2 separate regions of the Capsicum annuum genome follow, and region 1 is linked to region 2. A link is a contact called in public Hi-C data. All regions are on one chromosome and are shown on one strand. Each heading gives the region's core, a stretch centred on a gene start, on an enhancer-like site or on the middle of the called end of the contact. The rest is flanking DNA. Distances are from core to core; before and after follow the strand shown. Region 1 holds the start of LOC107841935 (protein transport protein SFT2). Region 2 has its middle 12 kb from the start of LOC107841893.

Region 1 (2,700 bases), core at 107-2,606, 56 kb before region 2:
CATTTTAAATAAATGAAGGTTATTTTTGTTTACCCATTATTTTGAAATGGAAAAGGCCAAATCCATCAATAGCCCCTCAAACTTGTCCCGAAAATTCACTTAGACCCCTAACTTGTACCTATCAGACACCTCAACTACTTAAATTGATACCTATCAAGCACAAAATGCTGACTTGGCAAGGAGAGTGAGAGTGAGTTGAACAAAAAATAATATTTTACATTTTTTAAATTAAAACTTATATTTTAATTATTTTATTAATAAAATTTTTAATTATTATAATTTTTTAATTTTTTTTTAAAAAAAACAACAAACCCCCCTCTCCTTCCATTCATCGTCTTCACTACCCCTCCCCGCATTATCATATTCACTGCACCCCATCCTCAACCCAGCCCTCCATCGCCCCCGCCCCATCAGCCCCCAGTCATCTTCTTCATCTCTATTTTTTTCTTTAAATTCTTAACAATTTGTTAATACAATTTTTAATTAATAAAAGAATAAAAAAATAATGAAAGCCATGAACTTTAGATAGGGAATTGAACCGATTAGGAAAGATGGAATCTTTTTCAATTGACCAGTGGAACTTTAGTAATATCATCACTGCCTCTTTGGAAAGATGAAATCTTTTTCAGAGTGGACAGTTTCCAGAAAAGTTTGAAATGGAGGGAGTATTTGTAGCAACATATACCAATGGAGGGTTGTTTGCTTAGGTTGGTCGGAGAAATCATAGGCCAATCAGAGAGGGGAATGTGATGTCATAATTTGAGAAGTCCAGTGCGACAAAAACCAACAGAGTTCCCATATCTCACAGAGCTCCTTGTTTGCTCCGCCAAGATACAAGTCACGTTTTCTCCATGCCCCAATTTTCATTCCTGATTATAAGTATCAAATTCTGGTTGTCACTGATTTCGTCTTTAATGGCGATTTAGGATGATGAAGAGAAGTTGATGGAGGAGGGAGGGGCGGGGTGAGGGTGGATGTAGGGGTGGGGGTAGATCAATTGTCATTTGTGGGTGGATGGATGACGACATGGGGGTATGGTGAAGAAGACGACTACGGGGGTGGGGTGTTTTTTTTTTTTTTTTTTAATTAAGAAATTATTAGTAAATAGATAATTAAATAGGAAAAAGGGAAAAATAAAAAATTCCACTTATAATTTTTTTTGGCCATGTTCTTTTTTTTTTATTGGTTAATTTTTGTCATGTCAGTGTGTGTGCAATACACAATTTAGCTTTTAGCTGATTGGATAAAAAATGCTCAATTAAAATCAAATTGGGTGGAGTTTGATAGGTACAAATTTTAATTTAGGTCTAAGTAAATTTTAGTAACAAGTTTAAGGCTATTAATGGATTTGGCCAATGGAAAAAAAAACATTAGATCTCTCTCACTCAACAAGTACCAATTGTCCTAGTCCAAAATTCCCGTAAATCATAATAATGCATAAAACAGCACAATCATGGTTTACAGGAGGACCAAGTAATGATGTAGATAAAAACCCATCATCATTATTAGCTGATTGGAATGCTTATGCTGCTGATCAAGATAATCAAGGTTCATCATCTGATCTTGGTTTCGATCTTGAAGCTGCTGTTAGAACCGCTAATGATAAAGTCTCTGGTACTTTTAACGTGTAAGTTTGCTATATTGAAATTATTTGGGTGAAAATTCAGTGGAATTTTTGTTTTTTTTGATGCATTATATGATGTTTGCTTGAAGAATTTGCTATTATAATTTATGTGAAAATGGAGTATTTGGATGAAAACCTAGTCCATTTTTTGATTTTTTTTGACCCTTTATGAAGTATTTCTTGAAGAATTTGCTATTAATGTATATGGAAAAATGGAAATTTGAGTATTTAGTTGAAATTTTTTTGATTTTTTTTGATGCATTATGATGTTTGCTTGAAGAATTTGCTATTAATTTATTTGAAAATGGAGTATTTGGATGAAAACTCAGTTTGATTTTTGATGCATTTTATGTAATATTTGGATGACAACCCAGTTTAATTTTCGATTTTTTTGATGTGTTATGACGGTTTGTTGAAGAATTTGCTATCAAATATATGGAAAAGAAATGGAAATTCAAGTATTTGGATGAAAACCCAGTTTAATTTTTGATTTTTTTGACGTGTTATCATGTTTGTTTGAAGAATTCTACATTAATAGACATGGAAATGGAAATGAAATTCAAGTATTGGATGATTACCCAGTTCAATTTTCGCTTTTTTATCAAGTTGGAATGAGCATAATGAGTTCTCAGGTTCAATTCCTAGCAGAGACAACACTAGGTTTTTTCTTTCCATCTGTTCTAGCTTTGGTAGACAGAGTTACCTGGTGGTACCTGTTGCTGGTGGGAGGTGGCAGGTGGCAGGTATCCCGTGGTCGAGGTGCGCGCAAGCTGGCCCGGACAGTACGGTTATCAAAAAAAAAATGCTATTATTAATGTGGAAATGAATTTTCCAATATTTGGATCAAAACCCAGTTCAATCACCATCAATATATCTACGATTACAATAACAATAATATACCCAGTGTATTCCCACAAAGTGGGGTGTGAGGAGGGTAAAGTGTACTTACTACCTCAGATAAAGTAGAGACTGTTTCCAATAGATTGAAATTCTAATATTTGGGTTACAATCAGTTCAATTTTGTATGAGGGAGAGTTTATGGCCGAGGATGTTGTGATGGATATGTTGGGCATATT
Region 2 (2,700 bases), core at 25-2,524:
GATGAATGTTGTACTTTTTGTTACAAATTTTAGATTTTTATGTGTATTGCATAAACTCCAAGTTGGATGATCAACCATCAAAAATAACTTCTTAAGGAGTTGTTTGGTAAGCGGGATGGATAGATAAGAATATACTACAGATTGAGATATTTTATTGGAATTGGTTAGTAATACATTTTGTATATGAAATAGCTAATTCATATAAAATAATCTTGAAACTATTAACATTAAAAATTAAAAATAAAATAAAACAATTTAAATATTTTATCTTAAAATTATTATTCTTATCTCATCAATCAAATCGACCGATAAAATACTGTCCTACCATCATACTATGGTGCCTAAATAGGCAAAAGAGGACAAAGAACATCACATGTGTTACCAACCAACATTACAAATTTAGCCTTACATATCTAACATGAATCTGCCTAGGCCTATGTGATCTTCTACTTTAAGGCCATCTGATAAAGTTGTTCTGGTACAATTCGTTTGTTATTTTTTAGTTAGGTACATGTTATTTTGGAATTGATCTCAACAAATAACAGAATGCACTTTTTGTGTCCTTATTTATTTATTCAAATTCTGCCTAAATATTTGGTTGGAGTTGGGATTAGAGATTGACTATGAATTAGTTATGCATTCATTGACGGAATTAGAAATTTATACGAGCAAATTTCAAATAATTCTAGAATATTACAATTGTAATTTGAATATATGATCTAAAGTAATTTTGAAGCAAAGGTGTAGCTAAACTTTGAAGCTTATGAATTAGCAATTTTAGTCTTTTTTGCAAATTACTCATACTAGATATAATAATTAACTTCATTGTTATCAAGATTTTCTTCATTACTACATTTCAAAAAACACCAAAGGTATGAGCAGTTTCTCACAATTCTTTTGACAGGTCATTGGCTTGTAAACTCAAGTTTTTTCATAAATGTGGATGTATTCGATATGGAATAAGATTTATTTATACACAATCTTGCATATAAAGATTCATAGTAGAAATGGAACTGGAAAAATTGTCACTATGACAAACATATATTATATGTATATCACTTATAATTATGTATATCACATACAAATATACATGGGAATACATAAACATACATTCTTTTACCCAACTACTATCAAAGGGAAGTTCGGTGCACTAAAGCTTCAGTTATGCGCAGGGTTCAGGGAAGGTCGTCCCGACCACAAGGATCTATTGTACGCAGCCTCACCTTGTGTTTCTGCTAGAGGTTGTTTTCAAAGCTTAAATCCTTAACCTCCTGGATACATGACACCAACTTTACCCAACTACTATGTCAAAAGGAAAAAGGCAATATGACTTCACATTGTGCTTCCCATATAACAACCCTAATCTCTCAAAATGAGACGGACTGTGCCCGGTTAGACATCAACATATTATCAGAGCAAGCAGGACGCCAAAGTGCTAGAAAATGTATCGTTGTTCTCCATTAACAATAAAAAGGATTTCAGCGCACTTGCCATAAAACAAAAAATCAGGCCCAATCGCACGTAGAGGAGCATATATGTTGTTCGTACTATGTCTAAATTTTGTAACTTCTGTTAAGGTATAATACATAAACAAACACTCATATTTGGCCTTAGCTAGCAAGTAAACTGTTTAACTTTTGGAGTGCACATCTAGGCACCTCAACTGGCAACTAGACACTCTAGCTCTTCCCAACTGTGTCTCGTGGACACCTACACTAACGTGACACATAAATTTTGGAGGTGTATAGATGATCCTCTTGTAAGTTTGAGTGTTCGTCTGACACGATGAAGATGAGTTGATGTGCCTAGATGTCAGACTAAAAATTGGAATGCCAACTTGCCAACATCATGGTCACTTCCCTTTGGAAATTATATTCATCATTCTTTTGAAACTTTCTACTTGACACAAAATCCTTAAGGTTCCTTCTTGATTGTAACCAAGTTCATGAGCAGAAAAATCAAGCAAATTAACAACATAAGGATGCTTAATCAACTTCATTGGTATCAAGATTTTCTCCAATACATCTTCATGATTTCCAACAACAATAGGGACATACCCTTTTTGAATTATTGCTTGATCTATCCCTTGAATCTCATAATCACATCTTAATCTCGCATAATTAAATGAACATGTGATTTTTTTCACTTTCATTAGTCCTACTAATCTCATGCTCACAACTCTTTTGGCCATTGATAATTGGCTTGTAAAACTCATTTTTTTTTCTTTTTAGTTGTGGTTATATTCAATTGTAGCATAAGATCTATTTATACCCTCTTGCATATAAAGATGTGGATATGGAATAAATGATTTTTTTAATGACATATTTTAGTTAATTGGTTAAGCGATAACTCTAGTTTGAATTGAAGTTATAGTTTAATATATTTATCACTTTCACATTTGGTTTTATTTTTCAATTGCTCTTTAAACCGACTATATGTCCAACAAACCTTGATAGGTAATTAATTAACTTATAGAATACAAAGATTTGAATTGTTTTAAAAAATGAAGTTTTGGTGAATCATCAATATTTGATGTGATACATTAATTAATATATGAATTTCGAAACAATTTCATCAACTAAAATACTAAAACCTTAAGTTTTTTATTTCTTAAACAATTACAAATCATTGAAGAACGAACAAAGATTAAAAATTCAATGGTTTTCGTATTGCCATTCATTATATTATGAAATTATCTTA

Evidence for each region. A called contact is a pair of places that touch in the nucleus more often than the background predicts.
Region 1: a Hi-C map of bud shows a contact between it and region 2, with 2.2 times the contacts expected there. The contact joins the promoter of LOC107841935 here to the enhancer-like site in region 2. A contact is called at or near these places in 3 of 5 Hi-C or Micro-C datasets (bud, leaf and placenta).

Annotation. Positions count from the first base shown.
Region 1 is chr9:204,080,082-204,082,781 of UCD10Xv1.1, reverse strand. LOC107841935 (protein transport protein SFT2) reads left to right here and starts at 1,356. Exons shown (of 5, transcript XM_047396452.1): 1 at 1,356-1,627. The coding sequence starts at 1,434.
Region 2 is chr9:204,023,980-204,026,679 of UCD10Xv1.1, reverse strand. No RefSeq gene overlaps it. Among protein-coding and RNA genes, the nearest start is that of LOC107841893, 12 kb to the right of the region's middle. Within about 2 kb of position 1,274, at least 3 of the 5 cell types and tissues checked have an H3K27ac peak or open chromatin away from gene starts, as enhancers often do. A contact at or near this core is called in bud, where this site is marked.